Regions from separate parts of the Sus scrofa genome. Here all the other regions are linked to region 3. Evidence: chromatin contacts called from public HiChIP or PLAC-seq and promoter capture Hi-C data. All regions are on one chromosome and are shown on one strand. Each heading gives the region's core, a stretch centred on a gene start, on an enhancer-like site or on the middle of the called end of the contact. The rest is flanking DNA. Distances are from core to core; before and after follow the strand shown. Region 1 has its middle 28 kb from the start of TRIM8. Region 2 overlaps TRIM8 (probable E3 ubiquitin-protein ligase TRIM8). Region 3 holds the start of SUFU (suppressor of fused homolog).

Evidence for each region. Promoter capture Hi-C pulls out the DNA fragments that hold promoters and counts their contacts. HiChIP or PLAC-seq counts read pairs in DNA pulled down with a chosen protein or histone mark.
Region 1: an H3K27ac HiChIP or PLAC-seq map of alveolar macrophages shows a contact between it and region 3. The contact joins the enhancer-like site here to the promoter of SUFU in region 3. A contact is called at or near these places in 1 of 5 promoter capture datasets (fetal liver), 7 of 47 Hi-C or Micro-C datasets (alveolar macrophages, embryonic fibroblasts, epiblast stem cells and 4 more) and 2 of 2 datasets of contacts at active chromatin or transcription factors (alveolar macrophages and skeletal muscle).
Region 2: a contact with region 3 is called in a promoter capture Hi-C map of fetal liver, with 3 times the contacts expected there. The contact joins the enhancer-like site here to the promoter of SUFU in region 3. A contact is called at or near these places in 3 of 5 promoter capture datasets (fetal liver, fetal skeletal muscle and liver), 7 of 47 Hi-C or Micro-C datasets (alveolar macrophages, embryonic fibroblasts, epiblast stem cells and 4 more) and 2 of 2 datasets of contacts at active chromatin or transcription factors (alveolar macrophages and skeletal muscle).

Annotation. Positions count from the first base shown.
Region 1 is chr14:113,664,267-113,667,112 of Sscrofa11.1, forward strand. No RefSeq gene overlaps it. Among named protein-coding and RNA genes, the nearest start is that of TRIM8, 28 kb to the left of the region's middle. Within about 2 kb of position 1,570, at least 46 of the 83 cell types and tissues checked have an H3K27ac peak or open chromatin away from gene starts, as enhancers often do. A contact at or near this core is called in alveolar macrophages, fetal liver and skeletal muscle, where this site is marked.
Region 2 is chr14:113,641,373-113,644,301 of Sscrofa11.1, forward strand. The region is part of intron 1 of TRIM8 (probable E3 ubiquitin-protein ligase TRIM8); the gene reads left to right. Among named protein-coding and RNA genes, the nearest start is that of TRIM8, 5.4 kb to the left of the region's middle. Within about 2 kb of position 1,344, at least 20 of the 83 cell types and tissues checked have an H3K27ac peak or open chromatin away from gene starts, as enhancers often do. A contact at or near this core is called in alveolar macrophages, fetal liver, liver and 2 more, where this site is marked.
Region 3 is chr14:113,498,560-113,501,368 of Sscrofa11.1, forward strand. It overlaps SUFU (suppressor of fused homolog), which reads left to right and starts at 1,442. Exons shown (of 14, transcript XM_021072750.1): 1 at 1,442-2,343; 2 at 2,346-2,463. The coding sequence starts at 2,283. It overlaps ACTR1A (alpha-centractin), which reads right to left and starts at 235. Exons shown (of 11, transcript XM_001928877.5): 1 at 55-235. The coding sequence starts at 102.

The DNA.
Region 1 (2,846 bases), core at 320-2,819, 170 kb after region 3:
CTCACGGCAACGCCGGATCGTTTAACCCACTGAGCAAGGGCAGGGACCGAACCCGCAACCTTGTGGTTCATAGTCGGATTCGTTAACCACTGCGCCACGACGGGAACTCCAGATAAATTTTTCAATGACAATGGTAGGTATGTCTCAGTGCATGGGGTACACATATTAAAAATGATTATTTGCAGTTCAAGTTTAACTGGGGGTCCTCTCGCTAACCTGGCAACACTGGCCTTTCTCTCTCTTCCCACCTCGAACTCCCCTCTGTTTTGCCAACAGCTTGCCTTTAAAGGCAGGCGCTTGGGACCAGCCAGGCTGGTAGGTGTCTAGGCCACTGAAGTGAGGCTGCCGGAGGGGAAGGAAGACAAGCTCTCTTCCCGAGGGCAGGGCCCTGGACCAGAGCCCACTCTGCCTCCTACTGTGTGGCTTAGGGCACGTTTATTCCCCTCTCTGAATCCTAAGAGGAAAATCCAGTTTTAGGAACGAGGTACACGGCCAGTATCCTGGCCAGCCCCAACTTTCCCAACTTCTTTTTTCTGTCTGTGCAAAGGATGGTACAAAGTTTATGGCTGTGCCACCGTGAGGACACTTAATATTTGGGACAGGGACCCCACTGGGGAGCAGTGCTGATCAGAGGAGACCCCTGGTGTGAACTTGGAAGGCTGAGAAACGGGCTGTTATTGTCTTTGTCCTCCAGAGCAGGCAGCTTGGCCGGCACTAATGGCTCTGTGATCTTGGGCAAATTCCTTAACCCAGGCCCGAGCCTCAGTTTTCTTCGCCGCAAAGTGGGACTAACAACAGCTCCATGATGTATATGAAGTGTCTGGTGTGCAGGAGGGGCTTCAGAAAGGGTTCTTTTTCTCGCCATCGCCAGTGTTCAGGTTACAGCCTTCTGAAGAAAGCACCTTGAGCGATGAGAAGCCCTGAGAGGACAAGCTCCCCACAGGCCCACTCCCCTCCCCAAGTGCCAGCGAAGGACAGGACACTTTCCAGGCTGCCTTCGTTTCAGCTAAATTTTATTTGTCGGATTTTTGACAGACGTCTAAATTATACATTGAATTTTCCACATGACCAAATACCACGTCCCTTCCTTTGATTATCATTTTCAAAAGGGATTATAAAAAAAGAACCTTTCGATGGATCAGACTGAACCCTGAAACCACACGGAGTGCAGAGCTAAAAATAAAAAGAAGTAAGAACTGGCCCCTGAGAAGGAAAGAGAAATCAAAGCAAACTCTTGACGGGAATCAAGGGACGAGTCCTGGCGAGGGTGACATGGTGTCACCCTCCAGGCCAGGCCGGATAAGGAGTGGCCGACAGTGCGGGTGGGGCACAGAGCTGCGCAAAAATAGCCACAGCTTTAGCCCAGAGGGGAATCAAGAAATTTGTCCAAAGCCAGGAGAGAGAGAGAGAAGTGAGAGGGACGGAGGGGGCAGGACTGCGGCAGGGGAGCCGCGGACCTTAACCCCTGCACCTTTCTACCCGGCGGCACAATCGCTGACTCTCAGCTGTGCGCGGACATGTTCCCCAGCTCAGCCCACATCAATGACACCCTTGTTTCCATAGCAACCAAGGGAGAGTGAAGGGGAAAGGGTGTGCGGCCCTGGGCGTGGGGAAGCCAGCCAGAAGGAGCTGCTCCGGGGAGGTCGGGAGGAGGGAAGGGAAGGCGTTTTTCCCACAACTGGTCTGAGCACACATCCTGGGGCCCCTGGCCCAGGCCTCGCCTGCCCTCTGGCCCCCAACCCTCTCCCCCGCACTTTCAGATGCACTCGTGCCCCGGAGGCGGGAGCGAGGCTCACTAAGACTCACAGGGGGTGGGAGGATGGGGGACCCGGCCTCCCCTTTCCTGCTTCAAGTTGGGTCTTCTGGTGAGGGCCCGGGGGTGGGGGTGGGGCTGGGGCTGGGGACTTGAGAAGCATTTTGTTTTTACAACCGGGAGCTTTCAAACGCTGCATCTTTTAGGCTTCTCTCATCTACCCCTGGAGCCCAGGGAGGGTTCAGCGGGGCTCAAAGGGAAGATGAAAGCCTGTGACAGCCACAATGTCTCTGTGTCTTTAGCTGAGAAGCAAATCTGAACATTCACAGAGGCTGTTACCAGAGGAGGGCAAGTGGCTTCTGCCTGCTGGCCGAGGCCCGGGGGAGGGGGGGCGCCTTTCAAACAGTTCCCTAAGTTGGTGGTAAAAGAACAAAAATATTTCACAGGCCATGCACTGCCAGAGTCCAAGTTCCACGTTGCAGGGTTCCCCAATCACAGACCTCAGAGCAGACACTGTGCCCCTCAGATAACATCCCTGGTGCACTCTTTGGAGGGAAAAACCATTTTCAAGGGCTAGAGCCACATTTCCATTAATTCTGTTTTGCGTCCCTTCAAAGCGCGAGAGGTGCCTGTATAAGACGGACAAGCCAGAGGAGACCGCGGGGAGCAGCCGGCTCACCTTCTTTTGTTTCGCAAGTCCTTACAGGTCTGTCCGCAGCCACCCCGGGGCACCTTTTCATGTCTGGCCTTGTTAATGACTTTCACCCCAGACCGCCTTTGAAGCGGGCCATGCTTCAGCCTCACCTGCACAACTTGGTCCAGAGAGGCCGGGGACGGAGGGCTGCAGTGACCTTCAGGCGGCTCACATGCCTTGGTGGGTTTAGCAAGGGCTACCTCCCGGGATGAGAGGGCCGCTGGCCTCGTGGGCCCCACCAGCCACTGGACAGCCTCTTATTCATTCTCTGAAAACCCCTGAGCTCAGGCCTCAGAACAGAGTTCGATTCAGGAGCCAGGGGACGCTCTGGCTCGCCTTCCCACATTTGAAGCCGGGGATTTCTTAAGGCTCAGGGAAACAAGCTCTTTTTGCAACACG
Region 2 (2,929 bases), core at 94-2,593, 140 kb after region 3:
TTGGGGGAGGGGGTGAGCCACAGGGAACCTGAATGGAAGAACCCATTACTCAGTTCATCCTCTCTAGCCCAGCCTGAGGAGGGGCCTTTTCCTGGGCCTCTTTTTCCTTGTGGGAGGGCGTCTGTCTGATGAAGGCAACATCAGATAGCATGGCAACCTGGCACATGCCTGAAAATACAGCTCTGCTTCTTGTGCTTCCTCTTCTGTTGTCCCAGGTGAGGGCCAGGGGCTGCTGAAATGCCCTGTTGGCCAGAAATAGGAAACCCCGATCAATATCCCCTTGCTGGCTCCCCACCCTCATACTCAAAGCACCTACATGGGCCAGCAGAAAGGTGAGCAGGACTTCTGGCCAGTGGGGGTCTAGCAGGGGGTCTCAGAGTCAGGCCTTGGAAGTCCTAGCCCTACTCTGCCCCCGCAAACCCACTGTGAGGCCACTTGCCCTGAGGCCTGAATGCCCACTGGGTAGACCCCAGAGACCCTCTCTGAGACACGCCTGGACCCCAAATATGTTCTCTGAGGCTACGGGAGGCTAAGGGCCCAAGACTGGGATATCCTGGTGGGCTCAGGCATGGCAGCCCTGGGTATTCAGACCCTCTTCCAGCCCCGAGGCTTAGGGGATCATGTGAGCAACTGGTATAGCTAGGAGCACCCCTATTTCATGACCTCCCTCAGTGTGGAAAGAAGACTGGAGATCAGGCCTAGTTATGTCTGAAGGGCTCTGCAGGGTGGATGTGGGTGTGTGTGTTCAGGTCATAGTCGTGCCCCTGGGTCATTCTTAGCACCCCAGACTGAGGTTGGGAATGTCCCCATGACCCTGTTCCTTGCTTTCTTGAAGGTTTAGAGTGGAGGAGATGTTCTCTGGGGTTGGGATCATACTTCTTGGGCATGTTTGGGGTTGGCAGCTACTTGGGGTGAAGTTGCCCTGCTCACATTGTCCCTGCCTGGCGGGCTTGCACTGGGTCCCTGCACCATGTGTCTGTCTCCCAGGAGGCTCTGGGAGTGAGGGCTGCCCTGGCCCAGCTAGAGCTGGGCTGTGGCTGCGGTCTGACTCAGGTAGCGCAGATCCACGGCTTCCCACCGCCCACCCCTTGACTGTACTCTTGAGGTCTTGGCGGGGGGAGGGGAGGCTGTGTGTGTGCGCACAGGAGGTGTGAGGGTCCTGCAGCTGCTCCTTCCTTGACCATCTCGAAGGATCAGGAAGCAGGGGCCCGACTTGGCTCTCCTCCCTGGGTCCTGGGCAGAGAGGAGCCTGAGGCAGAGGCCCAGCCCCCCACCTCCACCCCCGGATGCTGCTGACACAGCCAGGCGCCTGTCATGTACGCCCTATTGATTCCTCTGCCTCCTGCAGCTCTGGGTGCCTGTGCGTCCATGTCTGCGTGCAGGTGTTTGCGTGCTGTGTGTAACCGCTGTACTTGATTGTGCAACTCACACGGGACTCCTTTTTTGGCATCTCACGTGTATGTTTCTGAGCAGGTACTGCGTGAGTGACTGACTTAATGACAGAGTCGGCTTGTGTGTAGCTGCAGGGCTGGGAAGACGTGCGAGTGTGTGTGTGAGGGAGAGGAGGGTGCCCCGCTTGCTGTACACCTGCGAGTTGAAGCTGAGTGTGCACGCATGCCGGCCAGTGACTGCCTGCCTGGCAGTGGCGGGTGGGTGGGTGGATGTGAGTCCTGTGTGACTTTCTCACCTGGCGAGGCGGTTGGCGGGGGGAGGCCGGGATGCACCTTCGGGTGAGCTTGTTGTGGGGATTGGAGGTAGAAGCTGGATGGATCCTGTGATGCTGTGTTGGGGGCAGTGCGGGTGGGCGTAGGAAGAAGGTGAGCCCTGCCTGGGCCCCAGCCCTGGACCGAGCAGGCAGGCCTGGCTGGCCTCGTCCCTGGCTCTGGGAAAGCCTTCCTTCCCGGCTGGCCTGGCATTCAAAGCCAGACAAAGGGGGGCTTTCTCTCTCGCCTCTTTGTTCTGCTGCCCCAGAGCGCTGCTCTCTGCATGGCAAAAGCTAACTCCGCTCCGCAGCTGGGAAACCCTCTCTGGGGTCTGCCTAGGCTTGCCTCCGAGCTGCTGCCTTTCTCCCTGCCCGGCCTCCTGCCCTCCAGCCTCTTTTTTCTGGGTCTGTGGTTGCCCCCAGTCTGGGGGTCCACGAGGTGGCCCCAGGCAGGGGCTGAAGCCTCTGAGGGGGCGTCCGGGGCAGGCAGAAGCGGCTCTGAGATGAGGAAGGAGTACTCTGGGACCAGGGCTTACATGGGAGAGGGAAGGGCGGCTTTGGCTGCTGGGAAGGGTTAGGATGGGGTAGCTCTGAGCAGGGGCTGCATCCAGAGCTGGCCCGAGAGTCATCCAGGCAGGGATCTGAGCAGGACGGAGTGCTCCAATGGCCCAGCGCCCTCTCCCCCCAACCCCAGCACCCCCCCTCCCCACAGGGGCTGCTGGTGGCCCCTGCTCTGGCCCAGCTAGCTCCTGGGGCCCTGGTCCCACCTGACCTTGTTTCTCTTCAAGGGTAACTTGAGGGTTTTATTATTATTATTTCTTAGCTTTTATACAGCCTAAAGTCCCCACAGCCTTATGCATCTGCTGAGTCCAGTCACTCTCCAGAGGGCTGTGAGGCATTCCCAGGGCAGGAACGTCGGGGGCTCACGAATGTCCCCCTCGGGGCTGGAAGGGGCGTCAGAGGGAGCCACTCAAGGCAGAGTCTAGAACATTGGGCAACAGGTGGGAGGGTTTTGGAGGGCTGGGAATGGCGTGCCCCCAAGTCTTCTTGATGCTCTTGCCCTCAGAGGCCCAGAAGCAGAGACCACGGAAGGCCTTAGGTCCTCAGGGAAGGGACAGGGACGGGAGCGAGCCGGTCCGGCCGGCCTGGGCCACCATGTGTGGAGCCGAGCTGGGCCTCGTGTTGCCCCTCCGCCTGCTGGAGGCCCGTCCCTTAAGTGCTCTTAGT
Region 3 (2,809 bases), core at 192-2,691:
AAGCGATCCCTTCGAGGAGGAGAGCATAAGTCCCTCTAGGGGGATGCAACTCACGTTGTCGATCACGACAGGCTGGTTGGCGATCACATCGTAGGACTCCATGGCAGAGGAATCTCTCCTTCCGAGGAAGGAACTGCCAGACCGGTCTGCCGCTAACGCCACTGAAACGCATGCGCAGTCTGGCCTCCAGTACCGGACGGCCAGGGAGCGGCCCGACCTCGCTTTCGAAGAACTACAATACCCAGAAGGCTCTGCATTGTATTTAGCTGCTTCGGAGCCCCGCCTAGTGTAAGTGACACGGCATCGCGTTTCCGGCGCACGGTGTGTTGGGCTTTGTAGTCTCTATAGATTAAATAGAAAGGGACGCTGATTGCATTGCCTACCAGAATCTGTAGTCCATTGGGAGGGATTCCCAGTGCCTCCTGAAGTATGTAGTATTTGTCTGTAGTTCGGTTTGGATTGATCAGTAACTTGTGGATGTTTGGCTTTTACAGATCAGTCCTGCCACTCTCCACCACTTCCCCTGGACAACGTAAGGTTGCCATATTTTTATATGGGTCTATAAGACATTAACAAACATATATCATGGAGTTCCCATCGTGGCGCAGTGGTTAACGAATCCGACTAGGAACCATGAGGTTGCGGGTTCGATCCCTGCCCTTGCTCAGTGGGTTAACGATCCAGCGTTGCCGTGAGCTGTGGTGTAGGTCGCAGACGCGGCTCGGATCCCGCGTTGCTGTGGCTCTGGCGTAGGCCGGTGGCTACAGCTCTGATTGGACCCCTAGCCTGGGAACCTCCATATGCCGCGGGAGCGGCCCAAGAAATAGCAACAACAACAACAAAAAAAAAGCCAAAAAAAAAAAAAAAAAAAAAAAAAAAAACAAACATATATCACTATAGCACTCTAATAAAAGTAACTTCTAATACACACAAATACACAGGGAGGAACATATTCAGAGAATAGAGGAAAGTAGTTTAAATTACATAAAATTTGCTTTTGCGGTAAAAGAACATTTTTGTTGATTTTTGCATTTTTTTCCTGGATAGTTGTAATGCAACATGCTAACATTGATCTAAAGACTGGCATTTGGCGCTACTGGTATAGATGATATTTTGGCCATTAAAACGACGTTCATCTTCCAGCTTCAGGAACTGCTCTAGCATATCTTTAATTTTCATAAGGATTCACATTGATGAATGAGAAAATGGAAGCGAAAAGAGGTTCTATTTTTTTCTTCCTTTCTTTTTTTTTTTTTTGGTCTTTTCAGCGCCGCACTCGCGGCATGTGAACGTTCCCAGGCTGGGGGTTGAATTGGAGCTGTAGCTGCCAGCCTATTTCACAGCCACAGCAACCCAGGATCCGAGCCCAGTCTGTGATCTACGCCACAGCTCACGGCAACACCAGATCCTTAACCCACTGACCAAGGTCAGGGATCGAACCCGAGTCCTCATGGATACTAGTCGGGCTCGTTAACCAGTGAGCCACGACGGGAACTCCATCACTGCTTTCTAATTGAGCCCAGTGTCTAGAGTATTTCCTCCCGCCCTTCAAGTTGCAAGGACCCTTTAGTTAATAGTCCTGACCCTTTAGTCAGGATATTTAATCGATCCTAATTTATCTAAGTCCTGTTACTTTCTAGCAGAAATTCAAAATAGATATTTCAACATATGACCCTCGAGTTTGGCGGTGTTGGTGTCAATCTGGTCAATGGACATTCAAAGACGGTAGGAAACATTCAGATTTTTACTGTTAAAACTAATGCTACACGAACGAATGAATCAATCCATTGCCAGATTTGTTTAACAATCCTTCTTAGAGTGACCGCAGAACAATTACAAGCCCTTTACCCACGCACTTCCCAGCGCTTTGGTGCGACCCTAGCACCTCAGAAAGACGCGCCAGCATCTCTATTTAAACCTGAGTTCCTCCTAACACTAGGGGAGGCCAAGAGCTTCGGGACACCCCTTAAACAGGGAGAGGGAGGCGGGACCTATTGTCAAGTCACGCCTTTCCCACCTGTGACTGGCAAAGATACTAGCCAATGGATGTCGGAATAGGGCGCGCCGCCGCCCCGCCCCCCTGAGCGCCCCGCGGCCCCCGAGGCACCCTCTGGCCGTCGCTTGCCTGGGCGGACGGTGCGCCTTGCGCAGGCGCGGAGCTTAGACCTCGCTGCAGCCCCCATCGCCTCCGGGAGTCGCACCCAGGGAGTCCGCCTGCTGGCGCGTCAGCGCTCTCCCCGTCGTCTGCCCTCCCCGGTCCCCCCAGCGCCCTACGCGCCCCGATGGCGGAGTTGCGGCCTAGCGGTGCCCCCGGCCCCGCTGCGCCCCCGGCCCCTGGCCCTACTGCCCTCCGGCCTTCGCCTCTCTCTTCCCCCCGGGACTGCACGCCATCTACGGAGAGTGCCGCCGCCTTTACCCTGACCAGCCGAACCCGCTCCAGGTTACCGCTATCGTCAAGTACTGGTATGTCTTGGGCCGTGGGGAGATGGACAGGGGCGGGCTGGGAAGGGTTAAAGCGCCGAGGGCGAAGTAGTTTGCGGGGAAGAGGAGGGGGAAGGAGAATGGTTAAAGCACTTGGAAGGAGGGCTTCCTGCTGAGAGGGAAGAAGTTAAGGCTCAAGTTAGGAATGGGGACAAAGGGGTTAACGAAGCCTTTGGGTAGCGAAGGGTTAACGAGGGGGGTGGATGCAGGGTAAACTGGGATTAGGAGAATAGAGTGAATTGGGGTGTGGGTAGGAGCAGGGGGGCGCATACGACAGGAGAGAGGGAACTGTAAACGTGGTGAAAGGAGGGGGCGCCTGTAGGGGGTC